Linked DNA regions of Mus musculus: regions 1 and 2 are each linked to region 3. The links are chromatin contacts, called in public HiChIP or PLAC-seq and promoter capture Hi-C maps. All regions are on one chromosome and are shown on one strand. The core of a region is the stretch at or near the end of the contact, and the rest is flanking DNA. Distances in the headings are between cores, read along the strand shown. Region 1 holds the start of Golga4 (golgi autoantigen, golgin subfamily a, 4). Region 2 holds the start of Eomes (eomesodermin). Region 3 holds the start of Tgfbr2 (transforming growth factor, beta receptor II).

Region 1 (4,011 bases), core at 1,473-3,972, 2.3 Mb before region 3:
GCATGCCCTTAATCGAGCATCTTTGTCATTTTGCAATCTACAGTGGTTGTTCCAGAAATGAACCATCGTTCTTATGGTATAAATACTTCACCTCCTAAAGATGGTCTTCTTCTATGTGAAATTCAGCCATCCAAAAATAAGGCAGCTTCCAGTTAAATACGGCATATGAGCTACATATGGCGTCCTCCACAGAGTTAGTAAGTCTCAAGCAATTTTCAGAAGACTGGAGATGAACGAGAAGCAGAAGCGGTACCAAGTTCAGCAGAGCTGAGGTACTGCAACGCCAGGACCCACACAAGGTACTGCTGCCATGGAAACAAAGCAGCGTTCATCCCAGATTCTTAGAAAGCCTCAGGTCTTAAAGCAAAAGGTATGAGCCAGCTTTAAATATAATATCTTTATTTAAAAATAAAGAGGCAAGCTCAGAAACTCACAAGCCCTGAGCTCTCCTGTCTCTCTCTACACTGCCAGTGGCAGGAACATCAGGCTTCTCTCCCGAACAATGAGGCTTCAGGCAGGGCAACAATAACAAAGTAAGATGGGGATAAGGACAAAGTACACAGATAAGGCCAAAGGCCTGAAGGATGCGCTGCGGTGTAGAGCAGAAGCTTCCCTCACTCCCTGGGGGTGAGTCTGGAGTGGGAGGGTCTATAGTGCTACAGTGGAAGATTGCTGTGCTTCACTCCTAAAAATACATTTCTTATTGCCATAAAAAGTGGGTCACAATTCATATGCTGCACTTAATTTGTCTCTTGTAGCATCTCTCAGTCTATGTAGACAATATTTGCCTGCAGCTCTGATTCTATGTAGCAGTTGCCTTTGGGTCTCATCACATTTTCATCTATAGGAGGAATAATATTTACCTCATAGGTTTATGAGGTCTAAGTAATCTATACTAACTACTAAATAAATGTGGAGCAGAGATCCAAATCAACGTTGTTTCTTTTTAGCGCTGTATAATAATCAGCCCCCTGGTAAGAATGTATCCAGCCAATTCTTTACTGGCCCCAGAGTGCTACCATTAAAACAGCGCCAGGGCTAGCAAGACAGTTCAGATGGTAAAATGCTTGCCTGAGTTTCCATCTCAGAATCCAGGTTAAAAAAGACAGCTGTGGTGGCACACTCTTGTACCCCAGTGCTCAGGAGGCAGAAAGGTGGATTCCCTCGGCCTGCTGGCCATTGAGCCCAGCCTATTTGGTGAGTTCCAGGCCAGGGGGTGTGCTGGAGAAATGGCTCAGAGGTTAAGAGCAATTGTTGCTCTTGCAGAGGACCAACCCACATAATGGTTCAACCATGCATGACAAGTTCCCTGGGATCCAACACTATCTTCTGGCCTCACACAGTGTACAGACATACAGACAGACAAGACACTCACATAAAGAAATCCAGAAATCTTTTTTAAATAGTAAAATAAAAAGAATAAAGCCCGAGGGATGAGGAATGACGACACCATGGTTGTCTTCTGGCTGCCACCTGCCCACGCGCGCACACAAGAAAAAAGAAATCGTGTAACTAAATGTTTTTGCATCCTAAATCTTCTCAGACTATGTTTCTAGAAACAGAATGCTGGGTCGTTATATTTAAACACCCAAACTGCTTCCCACTTAGCCAAACTACGACCTTTCTTGAGCCATGGGCTTTCCAGGTTTCTAACCATAAAAGAAAAGACGTTCGTGTTCAATCTACTGATATTCAGGGAGACTGGGGAGAGATTCAGCAGAAACCCTCCCCTCCCGTCCTTCACACCCTGAGTGCTGGAGAGGGGTAGTTTGTTTCTAACACGAACACGCCCCCTTTTCCCAGCCCGAAACCATACTCCCTTAAAAAGCAACGACCTTCCAGAAAAGATGCAAGAGCCCGGTTGCTGACAGGCTCGGTGCCCGTCCCGTTCAGTGTCTGCCCCTGAGCCCTGTCCGCCATCACCCAAGTTACACGAAGTGACTAACTCGTGACAGGCTTGGTCGCTGGACCGCCGCCCTCGGCTCCTGCGAGCAGCCTGGCCCGGGCAGGCTCGACTCTCTGCCTCGATCAGGGTTTGGAAGCAGGAGACTTACAGGGACCTGGTCATTCCGGGTGCGATGTCCAGGGAACCCAGAGGACATTGGTCATATATGGGGCAGAGGGCAGAGGTCACATATCACAAAGGATCTGGGTTGCCCCGCCCCCGTCACCACTCTAGAGTCAGGGTCTCTGACGGGCGAGAGAAGCTCCCCACGCAGGACCCGAACCCATCGCACCCATCTGTCAGACCGGGTCGGTCCTTAGAGGGGAAACTCCGAAGTCAAATGTCCCGACCGGTCCCGTCACCCTGCACAGGGACGGAGTTTTGGGAGAAACCAGGCCAGGGTTCCTACACCGGCTGGGTGGTCCCAAACCTTCCAGGGCTACGGTTTGGGGGGGGGGGGTGTTCCTGGGGCGGAGGTCAAAGGTCATGGGGAACTTTCGCCCGCTTCCCGGGCCTCGGCGCAGGGGGACGACGTACCTGAGCAGGGGCTAACGCCTGCTGCAGCTGCTGCTGCTCCTCGCTGATCTTCTGCTTCAGCTTCTTGAACATGGCGCGGCGAGGGGCCGGCAGCGTCTCTACCCGCGGGGCGGCCGGGCCCGGGCCTCGCCGCCTTCCTGTGGAGCTGGCGGGCACCTCGGGGCGCTCGTCGTGCGGGTGTCGGCGTCGCCGCCGCCGCGTCTCTTCTTTCTGGGTGCCCCTGGCTGGCCTCGGCCCCCCATCCAGCCCCGTCAGCGGCGGCGGCGGCGGCGACAACGGCAGCAGGTGAACGCGCCCCGGGCGCCTGCGCGGTCGACGTGGAGCTTGCCAGGGGCTTGCTACGGAGCGCCGCGGCGGACAATATGGAGGCGGTGCGGGTGAACGCGCGTGCACAGTGGCGTCTGCGCTGACTCTAGCGGGAGTCTTGGAGCTGTGCTGTCAAATAGGGAGCATCCCACCACTGAGCACCACAGTGAAGAAGGCTGGGGTGAGAGAGGATAGAGCTAGGAATGCAGAAGTGTATTCAGTGTCGTGTGGCACGATCGTTTAGAATTCTCTCGAAAGGTTTTTGGATAGTGGGTTGGATGGTATAGATGACTAGTTGGTTCGCTGGTTGGCCAGCTAGTTGGTTCGTTGGTTCATTGGTTCATTGGTTGGTTGGTTGGTTGGTTTAAAGAGAAAATCTGGGGCTGAGGGTGTAGAACGTTTGTTTACCTAGCATATGCAGGAAGGATTGGCTCTAGCCTCAGCATCGCATAAACTGGGTGTGATGGTGTATACCTGTAATCCCAGCATCCAGAGGTAGAAGCAGTAGGACGAGAAGTTCAAGGTCATTCTTGCCTATATGAATTTAAGGCCAGTCTGAGCTACAGTGAGATCCTGTCTCAAACATAAATAGTCTGGCTGAATTAGGCAGACTGGCCTTGAATTTGTTAACTAAAGTGATTTTCCTGCCTCCAGAATAGCTGAGGCCTACAGGTGCACAATTTTCTGCCTAGTCAGAATTATCTGCCTTTAGTGCTTAATATCTGTGGCTGCACTCCAAAGGAGCTGTCTTCCCCTACCTAGACTTTTCCATCTGCTGAGAACCCCCTACACTTGCACAACATAGAATATTTCTGAAACCTCTGCTCACAAAGACCCATATGACCTCGAAACTCTGGGTTCTGCACAAGCTACTACCTGGATGGCATCCATTCAGTTCTGATTCTTTGAACAGAACATTAAGAACTGGTGCATGGGGGTGTACACCTTTAATCCCAGCACCTGGGAGGCTGAGGCCAGGTGATCTCCGAGTTCCAGGCCAGATGGGCCTATGTTACATAGGGACACCCTGACTCAGAGAGAGAGAGAGAGAGACAGAGACAGAGACAGAGACAGAGACAGACAGAGACAGACAGAGACAGACAGAGACAGACAGAGACAGAGAGAGAGACAGAGAGACAGAGAAAACCAGATCCACAGGTTTAGGCCTCAGTCCCACAAGACTTCCAATGCCAGTCACATGCCAGAGGAGGAGATTCGTAGTC
Region 2 (3,710 bases), core at 21-2,520, 2.3 Mb before region 3:
AGCCGGAGCCAGGCACCCCTAGGCCCCCCAATCCTCCACAAGACCCGGCCGCTGAGGTTCCGGCGTATGGCCCGTAGAGCGGAGAACCCTGGCCGTAGGGATAGGCGCCAGGACCGCCGGCACCACCGCCGCTGCTACCAGCGCCGCTCCCCGAACCCGCAGCGGGGCCGAACTGCGCCCTCGCGGGCGGGCACACGGCGGCGGGGAATCCACCGGGGGGCAGCATGGAGCCGTAGGGGTAGCGCGCGCCATTGGACGCGGGGTACACGGGTCCGTGGGCTGCTCCGGCCGCCGCCGGGTACTGGAAGAGCGAGCAGGGCGCGGCGAGCTCGGAGCCCTGCGGTCCCGGCGACGGGAGGTAGTAGCGCTCGGAGCTCAGGCTGTCCATGGAGTAGCGCGCGGTGGCCGCGGCGGTGGCGGCGGAGGGCAGCTCCTCCTCCGCGCACGGGGAGCCCTTGCGGCCGTCCGGGGGCCCGGGCTTGGCCACCGCCGAGGTGCTCCCGAAGGTGTCCCCAGCGTCCGCGTCACTGAGCATGGCCGCGGGGGCCCCCGCGCCGGCGCCTGCGGGTTCTGCGCTCCCCGCCTGGCACGGGAGACTGCCCGGAAACTTCTTGGACGCTTTGTCTAAGTCCAGCCTCTGGGGCGAGGGGGCAGCACCGGGGAGGAGGCTGACGCTCCCTCCGCCTCCCCCTCCTCCTCCGCCTCCTCCTCCTCCTCCTCCGCGAGCACTCTCCAGCGAGTAGAAGTGCGCGCCGGGCAGGTTCACCGAGCTCACCAGGAGCTGCTCTCCCAACTGCATGCTTTAGCGAATCGCAGACGGCAACCGGCTGCCTCCTCGCCTCCCGCGGCCTGGTTATAAAGGCCAGTTGGGGGAGCCAGCGCCCTCTTCCGAGGGGAAGGTAATGTCCCCTTCCTCCCTCGCCTAGGCTACCCACCTGCGGACCTGCGGGGCGGCTTCAGCGCGCGCCCAATTTAGCGTCCTTCCCTCAAGGGAACAAACTCGGGATTGTAGGTGCCCCTTTCCTTCCGCAAGAAAACAAACCCCGGGTTGTAGGTGTCTCTCTCCTTCCTTCCTTCCTTCCTTCCTTCCTTCCTTCCTTCCTTCCTTCCTTCCTTCCTTCTTTTCTTCCTTCCCTCCTTGTCTAACCTCTCAGGACCCCTACACTCACACTAAGGAAGAAGAGGACTTAGCTCTGAGTTCCCATTTAGCAACCAGCCATTTCCTCTCGGCTGGCTCTGCTAAACTCTAGGCATACTTGACCGCTTGGAAACTTGTGAGCGGTGGTTGGCTGCTTATATATGTGCGGCCAGGGAGGGGCTTCGCAGCCCCATGGCTAGGGGACTTTGCTATTGGCTGTTAGAGGTGACACTAATTCAATTAAGTATTTATTAATTGGATCGGGTCGCCTGCGAGTTTCATTTTCTCTTAGCTTATTTGGCTGTTATTGCTGGTTTGGTGTTTCTTTAAGCGTCTTTGGGAGAACTATATCCCACTGAGAATCAATCCTGGTGTACCCGGTGGCTCTATGGCGCCGGAGAAACGGGTTTGAAGTCTGCGAACATGGTCTACCCACGGCATAGGAATCATTCCTGAGTTCGGGTCTAGTTTGGCAGGTCCCAGAGGCCCGTGAAGGCGTCTTTACAAGCTCCCTGCTCGCAGGAAGGCTCAGGTCCCCGGGGGTGCAAATCTAGGGGAGGGCTGGAGAGCGACCCGAAGTCTCTGCGCACACCCTCCTTCTGACTTCCTGGCCTTCAGCACACAGGAACCGCTTTTTGTCCTGTCCCATCTTTTAGCGTAAAGACTTGGTGGAGAGAAACCTCGCGTTCAGTTTTTGGGATTCCAGAGATGGCAAAAGGATTCCGCGTCTGAATCAGAGACTCCAGCTTCTAGCTTCTGAAGTGGGCTTCTGAAGACCCAACATGAGCCTGACCGGACGAACCAAACACTCAGTATTACAACCGCGCTAAAACACCGGCTTCCCCGAGGCCGTCACTTTCATTACTCAGAATTCCCTCTGCTCGGTTTTTTCTAAACACTGGATGTTTCCTACCTCCCCCAGCCCCCGCTTTCGCCAACATCTTTGGTGGGGACTGACACTAAGACACAAAGGTTCCCTAGCAGCTGTGCAGTTAAGATTCCCTGCGCCTCTCTGCGGCACAATACAGAAGGCAGAATAATTAGTGAAATAATCAGTTTGATATTGAATTAAGCTCCTTTGCTCCAGCTGCCTGTTTTTCCCCCCTGCGTTTCCGCAAACAGTCAAGGACGGGGCCGTCATATTTTATTGTTTTATTATTACAGAAGGGGGAACACGTTTCGTTGACGATGAGAAGCCTGTACATTCTCCTCTAATAAGCAATTACGGACGCCTGCAGTAGTCGCTCCAGGAGCGCATTTTCCGGTCGAGATGTAGGGACTCTGCTTCCCCCAACCCAATGCGATCACACGGGAAACTTTTGCCGAGAACAGATGAGGTGGCCGCGGGATCTGCTAAGCGCTCAGACGCCAGCAGCAGATCCGCGCGAAGCTTTCCAACCTGGGTCCAAACCCCGCGAATCACGAACGTGGGCACGCCCGTGTTAGGGAGTGGAGCGATCCTTCATGGACTTGGATGCTGTGTGGGGTTTTGATAGAATAGCGTAGTGGGTCTTGGGCGCTCGCAAAGCTTTTCAAGTGTTTTGGAACAACAACCTTGTCAATTTTGGCTCAGAGAACTCGGGCTGACATCCTGCGCGATCAGTCCAGAGATCCCAGCTCCGATTTGGTCTCGGGCTCCGTCCCGCATGTTTTTGTTTTGTTTTGATGCAGCGAAGCCTTTGGGATTAATTTTTATTCCCCTCAAAGGGTGCGAGATATTGAACGTGAGGATTCCACAAGGGGGATGCGAGTTCCAAGAAAAGGGCCTCACTGCGCTGGGGACTCAACCTGGAGTCTTCGTTAGCCTGGCCCTGAGCTGCAGGATGTCTGAGGGAGATGTAGGTGTGAGACTGAATCTCACGTTATCTGCAGATGGGGTGACTGAAGTTATATGTCAGTTTTGTATTATAACACAGCCAGAAGTAAGGTCCCTTCAAAATACTTTGAAGAGACCGGGGAAACGCTGGCGTGGCACAGTGCCACACAGGCAACGGGCACCGTTCAGACCCACTCTGGCGCAAGTAACTCAGACCAGCTGTCTCCCTAACCACATCAGAATCGGGTTCATTCTATCCTACCCCTAGAGCAAGCTCATGAAGGAAGGCGCATAGGTTCGTTTCTAGTGCCATCAAATTATTAACTCGGTGTAATTCAATCTGTGTAACTAGAATTTGAACGGATTCCTGGAACCCCACCTCAGTAAATACACTTTCATCCGATTTCTGACACATTTTACAGAAATAAAGATAAATCCAAAAAGAATCAAAAACAAGAGCGCTAGGAAAGTCTTTTGGGACCTGGGATTTTTGAGATATGGGAAGTTTATTAGGGTTAACATTAGTGTTGTTAGGACGCATTAGTGTAACTGTCAGATCGTGAAGACTTTCCCTTTAAAATGGTGAAAAGCACCGTTTCAACTAAACATATTTTTCCTAGCTTCATAGAGACAAAAAAATCAAATATTTTATGTTAATTAACTTACATTTTATTACTGATACTTCTGGACTACATTAGTCCCAAGTTCTGGAACACGGTGGAGGACAAATCTATGATTTTCTACTTGGGATGGGCT
Region 3 (3,765 bases), core at 94-2,593:
ACAGGCATGCACATGATGCACATACAGACATGAAAGCAAGGTACTCACACATACAGTAAAATGAACCCTTAAAAACAAATCAGGCAGCTAGGCAGTGGTGGCACACGCCTTTAATCCCAGCACTTGGAAGGCAGAGGCAGGCAGGCAGATTTCTGAGTTCGAGGCCAGCCTAGTCTACAGAGTGAGTTCCAGGACAGCCAGGTCTATACAGAGAAACCCTGTCTCAAAAACCAAAAAAACAAAAAAACAAAAACAAAAAAACAGGCCGTGCTGCACACAGACAGGCGCACGCGCGCACGCACACACACACACTGTAGAGATTGTCTCTGGAAAACATGGTCACCCCAGAAAGAATGGAAATTTTGATGGGTCTTCCTACTGATAGCCTTTCTACCTCCAGCCAAGTATTTTCTCTCCTTACTCGAATTATCTTATCGAAGAGCGATCATTGAAAAGCAGACTCCACCACCAAAGACACTTTTTTTTGTTGTTTTTTGGGTTTTTGTTTGTTTGTTTGTTTGTTTTCCCAGACAGTATAGCTTTGGCTGCCCTGGAACTCACTCTGTATAATAGGCTGGCCCTGAACTCACAGAGACCCGCCCACGTGTGCCATCATCGTCTGGCCCCAAACATACTTTAATTTCTTTAGTTTCTTAGAGGCAACACCCTGAAAATATCAGCCCTACCTTGATCACAGAGCTTCACCCAGCAAACCACGCCCAGGAAACGGTCCTTCCAATGGGAGGCTCTACCCAGGTGCTCATTAGACATGCAGACACTCTGGGTTCAGACCTACTGAACCAGAACCTGCAGGTTAGCTAAATTCACAACCCAACGTGATTAATACGCACATTAAACTCTGAGACAAACTCCTGGATTTTGTTCCACAGTAAAAAACAGTCCTTTACAACGTGATCACACATGCATGTACATAAAACTGAAACTAAGCTCTAGTGAAGAAGTGCTTACCTTTATTTTATTAGGGGAAGCAACGTGTTCGGGACTCTGAAGCTACATTTCAGAGCTCTCTCCTGGGTCTCAATGGAATTATGAAGCCCCTGGGAGTAATGCCTAGAAGGTGTGGGGGTGCCTGGAGGTGTATCAAGGAAAGTGGTTTACACCACTTTCGAGCTTGTTTTGCGAAAAGTGCGCTTAGTCACTTCTGAGTTTGAACTTGGAGCCCAGACTTGGCGGGGTGGGGGTTGCGTGGGAGCGCTGGGAGTGGGCAGCTAAAAGTTTGTAGAGTCCAGGCAAGGTCCAATCCAGCGGCCTTGATTGGCGGCCGGAGGAAGGCGAGGGCTGGAAGCTGGAGGAGAGGGCCGGAGCTGGAAGGCTCTCCGGCGGCGAGAGGTCCTGCCCAGCTGTTGGCGAGGAGTTTCCTGTTTCCCTCTCGGCGCCCGGGTAAAGTTGATGAGTGAGTCACTCGCGCGCACCGACCGACGACACCCCCCGCGCGCGCACACGCTCGCCTGGGGGACGGAGCCCCAGCCTCCTGCTCAGCTCTCCTCGGCCGCCGGGGGCCTCCTCCGGGCCTCCGAGCTCCGGGGATCGCCGGCCACATCTGGCCCGCATCCTGAGAGGGCGAGGAGTAAAGGCGCAGCCCGGGGTCCCCGAGGCTCGGTTCGTGGCGCACCAGGGGCCGGTCTATGACGAGCGACGGGGGCTGCCATGGGTCGGGGGCTGCTCCGGGGCCTGTGGCCGCTGCATATCGTCCTGTGGACGCGCATCGCCAGCACGATCCCGCCGCACGTTCCCAAGTCGGGTGAGTGAGTGGCCAGGGCGCGACCCTGGGGGTTCACTGGGGCTCCCCGCTCCTCCTCCAGCCCCCAGGGCAGCGATTGACAGTCGGCCGCGGGACCCGGTGCGAGAGCGGAAACGGGAAGTTTGTAGCGGCCCGAGTCGGTTCAGGCCCGCGGGGATCCGGGCAAGATCTCTCGCAAAAGAGCAGGACAGTCCACTTGCAGGGGACTTGGGGACGCTCCTGACCCCCTTTGTGCGCGCACGAAAGGCCAGGTCGGCCGCGAGGGGCCTGGAGCCCCGGAAAGGGAAGTTTAAGAAGTTGGAACTTGGAGGAGCATCGGCAGGGGACTGGACGCCCAGCTGCTGCACACCTGGGCCGCTTACTGCCCTAGACACCGCGACTGAGCCAGACTCTCAGTCCTCAGCTTTGCCATCTCGGGAGGGATTCTGGGCCGTGACTCACTGGATACAAGTTAGAGAAGAGAACTGATCTCTATCCTCGCTGATTCCTGGCCTGCCGGGATGAGGACCCAGTGAGGGTGGTCAGGTTGATGGCTGAGAAAAATCTAGTGCATGCCTACTAAGTGATGGACTATAGGGATGCTGCCTGGAATGAAAGATCTCAGCAGCTACTATTCAATGGAAACACCTAACCCAGGTTGTCCTCCAGGTCCCATCGCAGGGGTTAGTTAAGGGAGAAAAGCAGGCTCTAGGGCTCCTTCCTAAGGGTTTGCTTGGAAAGTTTAAAATCTGGCATTTTAACTCTAAAGTTAGAGTTAGGGCCACGATCTGGGCAAGTCACATGACTCTGGGCCTCAGTTTTCCCTACTGTACAATGCAGTGGTTCAGTTTGTGAAAGTTTACACTCTTTTCATCACTGGCTTTCCATGACCTTCCCTAGTAACTAAGAGGATGGCCAGGGTCGATTTGGGGTGAAATGCAGAGATTGCGGTGGCCGTGTGTGTGTGTGTGTGTGTGTGTGTGTGTGTGTGTGTGTGTGTGTTGGGGAGCGCGGAAGTAGGGTGCAAGAGAGCTCGTTGCAGACATCGGTAGTTGAGGTGATTTAAGAGTTTTGGATCGTGTTGCAAACAGCAGTGGACCATTTCAGAAGGGAAGAGCCACACAAAGGGAAACAGCAAAAATCCTAACAGGTTTTAGTCCTGTTGCTTCATAAAGTCCGCGTTCGTGTCGTTGGTTTCCATTGAAGTGCAGTTCCAGAAAGGTCAACTGTCTCTCATGTTAACCCAGGCCCTTAAAGCTGGCTTGGGAGATTTAGCTCAGTGGCTAAGAGTGTTTGCTGTGCAAGCTTGAGGACGTGAGTTCAAATCCCGAGGGCCCATATGCAAAGTTGGGTGTGGTTCTTTGCCAGCCCAGCACTAGTGAGAGAAGACTGGAAACCCTTTGGAAATTGCTCGATGCCAGGTTAGCTCTAGGTTCGGAGAGAGACTCAAAGAGAGTGATAGAGACTCATGGAGAGTGACAGAGGACCCCTGGTCTCCTCCTCTGCCCCTTCCTGTGCTCACAAACCCTACCCCAAGCACATATAGACACACACAAGAAAAAAAAATTAAAAGAAAAAAAAAACCCTGCTGGGTTTTGCTGAAGACCATCAGAAAGAATATCCTTCCCTTTGTGTACATAAAACGTTTGCTTTAGCTCGAGAAGAACCGAAGTCCAGAGGCCCCAGTTTGAGTTTTGTTTACAAGATTAAGATTTGTGATTTTCGAATTCCAGGCTTTGTAGCTTGTGAGTCATATTTATGCACAGTTTTAAACAATTAGCTGACTGACTTGGTGGATCTTTTTAATTTGGGCTTTAAATAGTTTTATAAGACGGAGAGGGCTTTTTTTTTTTTTTTTTAACATTTTATGGAATTGCCATTCCAGGATGTTTGGACAGTTCGTTTTGAGTTGTACCTATGTGGTCAAAGTTTTTAAAGATGGTTTTAAGTGGGAAGACAGCTCCTAGGGAAAGGGCGCGTGGAAGGACACTTGGAATTCCACTGGCCTTCTCAGTTTCCACAGA

Evidence for each region. Promoter capture Hi-C pulls out the DNA fragments that hold promoters and counts their contacts. HiChIP or PLAC-seq counts read pairs in DNA pulled down with a chosen protein or histone mark.
Region 1: a promoter capture Hi-C map of liver shows a contact between it and region 3, with 5 times the contacts expected there. The contact joins the promoter of Golga4 here to the promoter of Tgfbr2 in region 3. A contact is called at or near these places in 2 of 39 promoter capture datasets (hippocampal neurons and liver) and 1 of 115 datasets of contacts at active chromatin or transcription factors (large pre-B cells).
Region 2: a contact with region 3 is called in an H3K27ac HiChIP or PLAC-seq map of large pre-B cells, with 6 times the contacts expected there. The contact joins the promoter of Eomes here to the promoter of Tgfbr2 in region 3. A contact is called at or near these places in 1 of 39 promoter capture datasets (cranial neural crest) and 1 of 115 datasets of contacts at active chromatin or transcription factors (large pre-B cells).

The regions. Positions count from the first base shown.
Region 1 is chr9:118,505,029-118,509,039 of GRCm38.p6, reverse strand. It overlaps Golga4 (golgi autoantigen, golgin subfamily a, 4), which reads right to left and starts at 2,722. Exons shown (of 24, transcript NM_018748.3): 1 at 2,483-2,722. The coding sequence starts at 2,554.
Region 2 is chr9:118,475,749-118,479,458 of GRCm38.p6, reverse strand. It overlaps Eomes (eomesodermin), which reads right to left and starts at 1,270. Exons shown (of 6, transcript NM_010136.3): 1 at 1-1,270. The coding sequence starts at 799. Gm33408 (a long non-coding RNA gene) reads left to right here and starts at 811. Exons shown (of 5, transcript XR_871338.1): 1 at 811-899.
Region 3 is chr9:116,172,941-116,176,705 of GRCm38.p6, reverse strand. It overlaps Tgfbr2 (transforming growth factor, beta receptor II), which reads left to right and starts at 1,343. Exons shown (of 8, transcript NM_009371.3): 1 at 1,343-1,762. The coding sequence starts at 1,669. Gm40582 (a long non-coding RNA gene) reads right to left here and starts at 1,062. Exons shown (of 3, transcript XR_871320.3): 1 at 970-1,062; 2 at 687-795.